2 separate regions of the Pan troglodytes genome follow, and region 2 is linked to region 1. The links are chromatin contacts, called in public HiChIP or PLAC-seq maps. All regions are on one chromosome and are shown on one strand. The core of a region is the stretch at or near the end of the contact, and the rest is flanking DNA. Distances in the headings are between cores, read along the strand shown.

Region 1 (5,841 bases), core at 66-2,565:
GACACTGCCCAACCTTCGACTTTAAAGTTATATGATGAGACAAATTAGAACAGAGAGGCTGCACTTGGCCCGGCCTCGGTGAAGGGCTGGCCACCGCTGGTGAGGAGGAACAGCAGCCAGCCTGGGGAGATTCAACAGGTCCCTCAGTGCCTGCCACCTGCCGGGTCCAGGACTGGGCACCCACAAGCTCCCTCCCTATGCTCAAGTTGTTTGTTCCAGTTGCGGAAACAGACAATTCCCAACCCCTTAATATTTTGCATTTAGCCCCTGCTTTCAGCGAGGTGCGACACAAACGCAGGATGAGCTGGCAAGGAGGTGGGGCAGCGCATTAGGAAGGGCGCTCAGGAAGGTGATGCCTCAGGCAGACCCAAAATGACAACAAGGGGCCGGCCACGAGAAGATCTGGGGGACCCGGGTGGACAGCTTCGTAAAGGCCAAGGCCCTGGGGCAAGAACAAGCACCGCCCCCTTTCCTGTAAATGCTCTGGAGTCCGCCAGACACCCATTCTCCGGAGGAGGAAACTGAGGCACAGAGAGAAAGGCACCTGCCCAAGGTCACAGAGCCAAGGCTCGATCGGGAGCCCCAGGAGGGGTCCTGGGGCCACCCTGGTAGCGGAGAAGACCGCACGCTGAGCGCGCTTGAGGAGAAAAGGTGGAAAGAGGATAGGAAGGGAGGCACAGAGAGGAGCGGTGACGGGCCAAGGTCACACAGCCGGCCCCCTGGGTGCCCGACACCTCGAGCCGGGGTCGGCCAAGACGCGGGGCGAACCCAGGGCGCCCCGGGTCCGGGAGCCGCGGTGACAGGTGCAGGCGGGGGCGTGCCCGGGCCTCCTGCGCCACCCCCGAGCCCCGCGCCGCCTCACCTTCTTGAGCCGCTCCATCAGGACGCTCTTGTTGCCGCCCGTGTCCAGGTTCCGCTTCTTCAGCTCCGCCCGCAGATCGATCACCCGCAGCTCGCTGAGCCGCCTCGTCCCAGTCTCCGCAACGCCCGGGCCGAGAGAAGCCGTGCCAGGGCCCGAGTCGCCCGACCCGGGCAGAGTCTCCGCCATCGTCGCGTTCCCGTCTTCGCCACCGACTCAGTCGCACACCGCCGGCAGCTATAGCGGCTCTGAACACAAAATGGCGCCGCCTAAGAGGAAAACGCACTCGTTTCCTCCCGCCCCGCTTTGCGGCCGCGCACGCGCACGCGCACCGCCCCCACCAGCGTACTTAGCAGCAAGGACGCTCGCGCGTCCACCAACCGCGGGTTCCCCGGCACAACGCGCAAGCGCTGAATCTGCAGCTCGCATGCGTCCCGGCAGTTCCCGGCGGGAGGCTGACGAGACGCAACGCGTCTGCGCACATCCCCGCGTTGTTCTCACTGCGCATGTGCAGTTGCAACCGGGATACTAGAACCTACGCTTGGTGCGCCTGCGCAGAAGCGAGGCGCGCTGGGGCGACTGGAGCGGTTCACTCGCAGGCGGCGCCATTTTGTGCTAGGAGCCTGATAAAACCGGCCCGGTTCTGTGGAAAGTGGGCGGCGGAGCCAGGGTCCCTGGAATGGCGGAGACTCTGTCAGGCCTAGGTGATTCTGGAGCGGCGGGCGCGGCGGCTCTGAGCTCCGCCTCGTCAGAGACCGGGACGCGGCGCCTCAGCGACCTGCGAGTGATCGATCTGCGGGCGGAGCTGAGGAAACGGAATGTGGACTCGAGCGGCAACAAGAGCGTTTTGATGGAGCGGCTGAAGAAGGTGGATTTGGGGCCCCGAGGGCGGGCACAGGGTGGGTCTGGGGTCCTCTTGGCCGCGACGGTGGCTCGCGGGCCCTGGCTTCCGCCCCCGGCCCCGTTCGCGGCCTCCCCGGACCTGGCGCTCTCGCGTCCCCCGGCTCCTCCGAGGCCCCGGCGAGAGTTCCTTGGCCGGCTGGGCCTGGGTTCAAATCCTAACGCCGCATTGGGGCCGGGAGAACCACAAAAACGGCACGCGTGCAGGAGAAACGGTGACGGGTGACATCGTCCACTGAGAGGAGGGTTCTCCCCTCGTCTCGTCCCCGCCTCCGTACCTGGAGGGGAGACCCTGAAACCCTCATTTCCTAGGCGAGGGGAAGGGACTCGGCCAAGGTCACACGGCCGAGGACGGGCAGCGTCGGGATTTGAACCCAGGCCCTGGGATTCCTGATTCGGCCGCTTGGTTTCCCCAGGGAAGATGCTTTGTGACCCACAGGGGACCGACCAGCCTGAATCGGGGCTGATTCACAAAGGAAACACCCGTAGGACATACTCAAAGGGAAAAATAGAAAAAACACCACCGCAATCCAGTTTTCACGGTTTGCCGGTACTCGCTCGGTGAAGTAACATGGCAGGAAGGAAAAGTGGTGTTGACGGTAGTGATCAGAAATGTGAAATGAGGGGAGACCCGGGGTGGACTTTAAAACCAGCCTCAGAACTGCCCGGGAGGCGGGCAGAGCCTGGGCTCCCCCAGCTCCGTCAGTCTCTCTGGACTTGGGGACCCTGCCAGCTCTCGGTGGCCTGATCTTGGGCATAGGAGACCTTGAACCCCTTCTGAGTCCTCTTTTCTATTCTTTTTTTTTTTCTCCTGTAAGAAGCAAAAAAGCAATAGGACTTTGGTTTGGGGATTAAATAAGGTTGCGTGGAGCAGGCTTGGCGTGCTGCCTGGCGCATGTAAACACTCGGTGTGTGGTTGCCATCACGATTCGCTTTTTCTCTCTGTGCCACCACGAGTCCTCATTTGCAGATCGGGGGCTCTAACGCCTCCCTTGGGGGATTCAAAGGATCCCTAGGAAAAGCAGAGAGGCAAGTAAAGGTTAGCCACCTGCGGTTTCCTTATTCCTGTAGCTTTCTTTCTCTGCCTTTCTTCCACCTGGCTACTCTGGGACCTCTCCCCTATAGTTGCTCCGCCTGGCCGCCCACCCCCCAGCCCCTGCAGGCAGTGGGGCTGGTGACACATCCCACCATCCTGACTCCGGAACTACGGAGATCACAGGGCTTTATTATTAATTGGTGATGAGAAGAAGTAGGGATTTTTTTTTTTTTTTTTTTTTTTTCCTGATGAGAAACCCTGGGCTCAAGGGTGGATAGTTGTCTCGGCCAGAGTCACATGGGCCTTTTAAAAGCTCAAGCTTGTGTTTCTTTTCACTATGGATTCTCTTTACTCAGATAAGGCAGGAAGCCCACTGATCTACATATTTACCCAGAGAAAATGCAGAGAGTGGAGATTGGCGGCTGGTCAGGTGTGGTGCCCCGCCACCAGGGCCTCCCATCAGCTAAGCCAAATTAAGAGGCTTTATCCTTTTTTTCTCCCTGGACGGTCCATAGGCCTGAAAAGCTGCTGTGATCTTCCTGTCAAGCTGGTGACTGAGACTTCCCATCACTCACTGTCATCTCTGAGAGCACAGATTTGTTCCTTCTTCCTTCTCCTTTTCATTTTCTTCAAGATGTGGTCCCAAAACACGAATACCGCCAGCCCGTATCCCTGTCTGCTACTCACCCAAGCCAGTCTGGAGTTCCTGATCTCATTCTCTTCCCGTTTCTGTCATCCTGTTGGTGTCCCTTTCTTGGTTTATTTTTCCAGGAAGGGCAAAAGAGCAAAAAGGGGAAACAGGACACCTGCCTAGGGCATTGCTTCTCTTCTCCTGGTGGTGATTCAGAATTGCCTGTCCCCGGGAAAAGGGTGAGGGACTTGGTGATTGTACTTTTCCTTGATCCCAGGAAAGAACTTCAGTCCCTTTTCTGGCTTCTGAGAGGAGAGATTTTTGTTGCTGCTGGTAAAGATGAGATGTGGAACCCCCAGGCCCTATCTCAATTCAGACTTACCCACCTGGGAAACTTGGAGGCTTCCAAACCTCTGCAGATAAAACATAGTACATGAAATGATGTAAACAAAACTTGTGCTCATGGGACAGGAGAGTAAAGACTGGAAAAGTTATCAGTAAAACTTGACCTGAAGCTAAGTTTCTAGGGATGTCATCGTGATTGACGTGTTCGGTACTGATGGCTTAGTTGATGCCAGGCACTGTGCTGAGGATGGGCATAGTTGAAGTGAATGACAGAGTCCTGGGGTGGGAGGCTGGGCGTGCCAAGAAATTCTTATAATTCAATATCTGATGAGGCACAATCACGTAGTGGTTGAGAATGAGGTACTGGAGTCGGTTGTGAATGTACATGATGGGGATCGGATGAGGTCATGCATGTCGTGACGGGTCTCGTGCGTAACACACAGTAGGATCCCAGTCAGCGAGCATTAGTATTCTGTCCAGACAGTACTGAGTACAGGCACGGCGTGGAGGGAGTCCCTGGAAGGTTAAAGAGTATTTTGTGAGTAAAGTCAGGGGAAATGGAGAGTGTGCCTTTCCCTTTTTGAGTTCTTCTGGGCTTAGGAAGGAGATGAACCAGATAAGCCTACTGTTTGCTGAGTGCTTCCTTTTCATGGCTAGTAGAGTCCTCACAACAGCCTTCCAGGGTAAGTACTATATTATTATTAGCCGCATGTTCCGGAGGAAGAAGCAAAAACTGAGCACCTAAGTAAACCTGCCTGGGACCACCCAGCTAAGAACTGGTGGCGTCAGTCGGTCTCCAGTGTAGAGCAAGATAACAGATGAGTGGATGGGCCACAGGTCCTGGGTGGTGAGGGCGGCAGCAGCTTTTTGATCTTAAAAATACAGTTTCCTTGTCACCTGAGAGCTCTCTGAAAGCAGTGTGTGAGCTGACTTTTTGGATCAACTTTACTTTTCCCTTCTTTTTAGGCAATTGAAGATGAAGGTGGTAATCCTGACGAAATTGAAATTACCTCCGAGGGAAACAAGAAAACATCAAAGAGGTCTAGCAAAGGTATGGAGGATTTCATAAGCAAGTTTCATGTTAAGTGCTTTCTTCAAAACGAATACATTGCTAATGTGCCTCGTTTACTTGTCTGTGTGTTGGACTTGTGAACCACTCTGAACTGGGAGCCTTCAGCGAAGCTTTGCATTTTCTTTCAAGATCTCTCTACTGTGTTTTGTTTTCTTGGTATCTGGGAATTCCAACGGAGGATGGAAGGAGTATTTGTCCTTTATTCATTTTCCTCTGTAGATTGTCAGCGGTCCTTAAATAAGGAGTCTTTCGGGAGTCAGTCACAGTGGCGTGTGCCTGTAATTCCAGGCGACTCGGGGCTGTGGTAGGAGGATCACATGAGCCTGGGAGTTCAAGACCAGCCTGGGCAACATAGCAAAACCCAGCTCCACAAAAAAAATTTTAAAGGCCAGGTGTGGTGGCATGCATCTGTGGTCCCAGCTGCTTGGGAGGCTGAACCGGGAGGATTACTTGACCCCAGGAGGTTGAGATCAGCTTGGGCAACATAGGGAGACCCCCATCTCCACCAAAAAGAAATTAGCCAGGCATGATGGCATGCACCTGTGGTCCCAGCTACTTGGGAGTTTCAGGAGGGGGATCGCTTGAGCCCAGGAGCTCAAGCCTGCAATGACCTAATGATTGCACCGCTGCACTCCAGCCTGGGTGACAGAGCAAGACCCAGTCTCTCTTAAAAAAAGGGGGGGGGGGCGGGGCACAGTGTCTCACCTGTAATCCCAACACTTTGGGAACCCAAGGCAGGAGAATGGTTTCAGTCTAGGAGTTTGAGACCAGCCTGGGCTGCCTCTATCCACCGCCAAAAAAAAAAAGTACCTAGGCATCGAGGCACGCCTGTTTTCCTAGCTACTTGGGAGGCTAAGGCAGGAGGATCATTTGAACCCAGGAGTTCAGGGTTGCACTGAGCTATCATGGCACCACTGAACTCCAACATGGAGTCCAAAAAGTAGGACTGCCTGAGCCTCCTATTGCTTGGACTTGGAGAAAATAACATCCCTTTTAAA
Region 2 (5,822 bases), core at 3,021-5,520, 58 kb after region 1:
GACGGTAACAGGTGTGAGGCTGCAGAGGCCTCCTGGAGCGGACGGACGCCCTCTGGCCCAGCCATGGCATCACAGCACCGAGTGCAAACCCCTCCTGTCCTCACAGGCTGGGGCTGGGGCTGGGTGCCTGGGTGCGAGGCGACTAGAAATTCTGCATCCCCTGCGAGGGTTTGTGGTGAACAGCTTGGGCTCCGGACAGGCTGGGCAGACAGAACTGTCTGTCTGTGCAAGTTTCTTTGTCTGTAAAATGGGCCTGAAGTCTGCTCCTTCCTGGGCCTTCGGGAAGGACTTGGTGGACAGTGTCAGGGGACAGTGAGTGCGTGGGTGCTCCGGTGAGCACCGGCTTCCTCCTGCAGCACTGAGGGTCAGTGATGCTCCCCTGCCCTGCTCATCCCTCCCTCACCCTAGACCTGCCCCCACCACTGCTAAGGCCCAGTAAGGACACGGGCATATCAGATGTGGGGGACCTGACCCGGGACCACGCTCCTGGGGGGAATGGGGTGGGCAGGCCCTGTGGACTCCCCTTCTACCAGACTAGGCCGCTGCTCCCAGCCACACCCCTCCTACGCCCTGCTCGGGCCAGTGGCTTCTCCTCTCTGAGTGGGACAGTGGGGGAGATGCCCCGGCCTCTAGTCTCTGCTCCTCTCCTCTGTAACAGCTGTCCCCTCCTAAGCTCAGTTCCCTATACCAAGCAACATAAACCCCTGAACTCATGGGAACGGGGACCCTGTCCCAGCTCGGTGAGCATCACCTGTCTGCTCCCTGCTCCCAGGGCAGCATCCTACGGAGGCCTCTGGCCCCACCCAAGCCCCCCACCACCCCCATCTGTCTGGAGCCGCCAGACTGGTTTCTGGGCACAGGCCTCTTGCCATCACCCAACCCTGTGGATCGCCCTCTGTGGCTGGGTGCTGGGAGCCTCCCAGGGCTCATGCCTGATGCGGGGGAACCATGCAGGCTGCCAGGTAGCCTGGCCAGTGTGCGGCAGGGGTGTCAGGGAAGGCGTCCCAGGGGAGAGGCGATGTCCGGGAGACCCTCTGAATGGCAACAAACACCTGGATTTCCTTCAATGACCAGGATTCCCCTGCTAGGGTTGTCGGGAGAGGGTGGAATGAGGGTGGAGTCCGGCCAAGGAAGGGCCGGGACAGGACTGCGGACAGGAGCTGAGGAGGGCAGGAACCAGTGGCCCTGGGGGCTCCTGCCCTGTGTCCCGCAGGGAAGCAGACCCCACTTCTGTCCACTCTGGCTCTTCCACTGTCCTACCCTGGTCTCAGCCCTCCAAAACCAAGACCCTCCACAACCCAGGCTTGGCCAAAGCACTTTCCTGGCCCCAGAGCACAGCCTCTGGAGCACCGGGAGCAGCCGCTCTGACCTCTTGACTCCCCGCACCAGAGCAGACGGCAAAGGGGAGTGCTATGGCCTGTGGTCAAGGTCAAGCCCTGACAAGCCATCAGGAGCCAGAAGCCCAGGCCTCGGTGCTCTGGGCACCACCAGGCCAACCCTGTGCTCCCTGGGGCCAGCACACGGGTCAGGGAACACTTCTGAAGTCCTTTATTGTGCCGGCAAGGCCGGGAGCTGCCCTCGGAGTGGGGTCCCAGTCCGGAGTCTTCAGGTCAGTGGCAGCCCTGCCCGTTCTGGCCGGGGCAGGCGGCCCCTGCTGACTCGCTACTTGGTGCGCGCCTTCACATACTCCCAGCCCTCCTTGGAGTACTCGCGGGCCTTGGAGGGGGCCACCGACAGAGCTGACATCACCGTCATGATGCCTGTGGGAAAGGGACGGCCACTGGTGATACTCCCCTCCCAGCCTCACCCAGCCTCCAACCCCTGGGAAACTCTAGAGTTGGTTTTGGGCGGTGGGGGGTGGGTGGGGGGCGGGGACGGAGTCTCACTCTGTCTCCCAGGCTGGAGTGCAGTAGTGCAATCTCGGCTCACTGCAACCTTCGCCTCCTGGGTTCAAGCGATTCTCTTGCCTCAGCCTCCCAAGTAGCTGGGACTACAAGTGCGTCACCATACCAGGCTAATTTTTGTATTTTATTTTTTTGAGATGGAGTCTCGCCCTGTCGCCCAGGCTGGAGTGCAGTGGTGCAACCTCGGCTCACTGCAACCTCTGCCTCCTGGGTTCAAGCAATTCTCCTGCTTCAGCCTCTCAAGCAGCAGCTGGGATTACAGATGTGCATCACCACGCACGGTTAATTTTTGTATTTTTAGTAGAGATGGGGTTTCACCATGTTGCCCAGGCTGGTCTCGAACTCCTGACTTCAGATGATCCGCCCACCTCAGCCTCCCAAAGTGCTGGGATTACAGGCGTGAGCCACTGTGCTCGGCCTCCTTTCCCTTTTAGATCCCTAAGAGACACGTGTCGGGCACGAAGGAGGATGGACAGAAAGGAATGGCCAGGAAGTGGGGAGAGGGGCTAGACTGGGGTGTCTCCCTCCAAGCAAAGAAACTGGGTGCCTTACCTGCATTCCAGGAGTCACGGATGGGAAAGTAAATCTTTGGAGGGGCTGGGAGCTGGGAAAAAGAGATGGGCAGAAAGAACTGGTGAAAAGGCTCAGCAGCCCATTCCCAGAGGCGGAGGGAGGAGGACAGGCCGGAGAATCAGGCCAGCATCAATATGGAGGACAACATCGTGCAGGGCTGGAGGGACCTCCCAGAGCTGACCACCCGCCAAGCCCTGGCCTCGCTCCCGGCCCGTAGTACCTGGGGTATCTGCAGGCCTGTCTGCTGACACACGTACTGGCTGAACTGGTACATGGCTGGGGGGACCACCTCCCCAGCCTTCTGTAGGGCTGCCTGGCTCTTGTCGCTGGGCCCCAGCAGCTCCTGGTCGTACACCAGGTAGACGGCGCCCCCAGCCACACTTCCCTTGATGAGGAACCTGCGGGCAGGGACGGGAGGAGCAGAAGCTCAGCGGACACTGACAGCCACCCTCAGGGGCCAAGGCCCACGGGGAGAGTGAGACCCTCCTGAGGGCTCACCGTCCACAGGGTGACACTCTGTAGTGCAGCACCGTCGACCCAGACCCCTATTATATACAGCACTCATTTTACAACGTGCAAGGCAGGGCGGCTGGACGCCACTTTAACTGATGAACTGAAACCCAGAGGGGGAGAGTGGGTCACTCAAAGTCCCACAGTGAGCAGGGGCAGTGAAGACGTAAGATCTTGACCTTCTAGAAGCCTTCCAGCCCTGGAGAAACCAAGTGTCCCTGGGCGCCTCCTGCCCGCTGTCACTCGCAGCTCCGAGCATGCATTCACTTCTCATCCACGCCAGCGGCAGGATTCACCGGCATTCCCACTTCACAGAGAAGACAACTGAGGCTCGGAGGCGGAGGCTGACACCGCGAACGGAACGCCAAGGGCTCGCTGGGAAGCAGGAGGGAGGGGATTGGCGACCTTGGGAAGCCCCACCCCGCTGAAGCCTCAGTTTCCCTATCTGGCCCATAGGCGGGGGACGAAGGGGAAGTGACTCTACGGGAAGCGAAGAGCAGATCGGGACCAGACTGGAGACAGGGATGCCCACAAAAAGGGACTTTTTCGGGGACTCGGGTCCCCTCCGGCGCCCCCACGCACCTCATCAGCGACCACACCCGGGCCACCATGGTCGCTCGGATCCACGCGCAAGGACACTCGGCTCGCCTGTCGCTTCCTGTCGCGGCGCCGCAGAGGCCTCTGGAAGGTGTAGTCTTTCTTGCCCGACGCAAGGTCCTCTGGGAGTCGTGGTGTCTTGCGGCTCTGAGACTCCAGAGAAGGGCTGCGGTCTCGCAGCGGAGGGCCGCTGGGAAATGGACGCTTTAAGGCCCGGGCCGCCGCAAGGCTGTCTGGGAAATGTAGTCAGCACGGCGCTGTTTGCACCTGGCCGCGGAGCCTCCTGGGAAATGTCGTTCGGCCCGGCCCAGCCCTGGCACCGTGAGGGGAAAGAGGCATCAGGTGCCTGGCTGAAGCCTGAAGGTGACCCGAAAAGAAGTCAGAGCCCGAGAGATCCACCCGCGCCCGCGCGGGGGACCAAGGGCCCGGACTTAAGAAGAGTGTGCCTACAAGGCAGTTGTCACGGCAACGAGAGGGCGGGATTGTTCGAGAGCTGCGGCCCCCTCACGTGATCGATTCGGAGGCGGGGCGTCCGCCCAGGGGGCGGGGCCGGGCCCCTGCTGGGAGGTGGAAACCAGGCGGGGACTGTTGCCCGGCGACGCTCCGGCGCTGGGTCCCCGAGGCCCGGCCCCTCCCCGGGAGGAGGTGGGCTTCGAGTCACGTGACCCGTGCCCTACGGGAGGGGTGCGGTCGGGGACCCGGCAGGAGGCGGCCGAGAAGAGAGGACCGTGGGGGCGTTCGCGTGGCTCCCAGCCCGGGACCCCACCCCCGCTGGACAGTGGGGGAAACTGAGGCCTGAGCGGGTGAGTGCACGGTTTAGGGGTGCGCAGAGGGTCACACGCCCGCTTTGTTCAGAGGGGAAGCTAAGGCCCGCCGAGGTCAAGAAGGGGCCGATGCGTTCTGCAGGGCTTCCCCCCATTTCTCCAGCATTTCGGCCGGGCTGCTTCAACCGTTCATCTGCCCATCCATCCATCTGTCCCCCACCCGTCTATCCATCTGGCCATCCACCCATCCATCCTTCCATCTATGCATCCACACTTCCGTTCATCCATCTGTCCGCCCATCCACCCACCCATCCATTCATCCATCTGCTCCCCCCATCCTTCCACTCATCCATCTGTCCACCCATCCATCTATTTATCTGGCCATCCACTCATCTATCCGTCCATCCATCCATCCATCCATCCATGCATCCGTCCGTCCATACATCCATCCTTCCATCCATTTATGTGTTCCCCCCATTTATCCATTCATACATCCATCCACTCATCCATCTATCCACCCATACATCTCTCCGTGCATCATCCATCCATCCACCCATCCATCCTTCTATCTATGCATCCATACATGCATCTGTCCATGTATCCATTCATCCATCCACCCAATCGTCCACCCGTCAGTCCATCTGGTCCCACTTCCCCCTGCCGGGCTGCTGCAGTCAGTGTAGAGCTGGGGGTGGAAAGAGGGATGAGCAGAGGGGCTTCATGGGCTGTCCCTGGAAGGGGAAAAGGTGGAAGCTCGTTTCTTGCTGTGGGCATGCCTGGTGTGTCTGGGGAAGGTGAGGAGTTCATTATTTTGAGAACTGAACGATTCATAGATGGGGCCGTGGGAGAGGAGGATAGACAGGTAGTCAGGGGCTATACCTGCAGGGCCTCATGGGGTGCAGTGAGGAGCCTGGTTTCCATCAGTTGCAGTGGGGACCCCTGAGAGGGTTTGGAGCAGGAAGGGCCATGGCCATGTTGCTTTTGACACAGACGCCTTTGGCTGCATTGACAGAAGAGGCAGGGAGAGAATGAGTATGGACATGGGGAAGCCAGTGTGGAGGTGGGGGAGACCAAGTGGGAGATGGAAGGGAGGCCAAAGGAAAGATGGGGGTGGTCAGGCCCAGGGTAGGGTCTAGGAGGGAGGTGACAATCTGGGAGTCCTGGAGAGAGAGAGGAAGGGACAGCTGGGGAGAGACTGGAGAGGGAGAACTGATAAGATCTGAAAACCATGAGCTCATGGGGGTGAAAGGATAGAAGGAGGTGAGGACAATACCTGGGTCTCCCATTTAGGGACAGGGGACAGTGGGGCTATTTCTGTGATGGTGAGCTGGGAAGAGAAGCAGGTGTGGGGTGACATGCTGAGCCTGGATTGGGTCCTGCTGGTTCTAAGGGGCCTGGAGGTTGTCAAGAGGAGACACCCAGAAGACAGCAGAGGCAAAGAACCTAGGGCTGGACCTACAGATGGGAGATTTAG

The links. HiChIP or PLAC-seq counts read pairs in DNA pulled down with a chosen protein or histone mark.
Region 2: a contact with region 1 is called in an H3K4me3 HiChIP or PLAC-seq map of stem cell-derived excitatory neurons, with 3 times the contacts expected there. The contact joins the promoter of HSD11B1L here to the promoter of SAFB2 in region 1. A contact is called at or near these places in 1 of 7 Hi-C or Micro-C datasets (stem cell-derived neural progenitor cells) and 1 of 1 datasets of contacts at active chromatin or transcription factors (stem cell-derived excitatory neurons).

What each region holds. Positions count from the first base shown.
Region 1 is chr20:7,967,590-7,973,430 of NHGRI_mPanTro3-v2.0_pri, forward strand. SAFB2 (scaffold attachment factor B2) reads right to left here and starts at 1,316. Exons shown (of 21, transcript XM_054673220.2): 1 at 863-1,316. The coding sequence starts at 1,048. It overlaps SAFB (scaffold attachment factor B), which reads left to right and starts at 1,296. Exons shown (of 21, transcript XM_016934768.4): 1 at 1,296-1,727; 2 at 4,738-4,822. The coding sequence starts at 1,539.
Region 2 is chr20:8,023,036-8,028,857 of NHGRI_mPanTro3-v2.0_pri, forward strand. It overlaps HSD11B1L (hydroxysteroid 11-beta dehydrogenase 1 like), which reads left to right and starts at 4,271. Exons shown (of 8, transcript XM_054673231.2): 1 at 4,271-4,387. It overlaps MICOS13 (mitochondrial contact site and cristae organizing system subunit 13), which reads right to left and starts at 4,171. Exons shown (of 4, transcript XM_512299.9): 1 at 3,570-4,171; 2 at 2,698-2,875; 3 at 2,457-2,508; 4 at 1,534-1,760. The coding sequence starts at 3,598. The coding sequence ends at 1,663.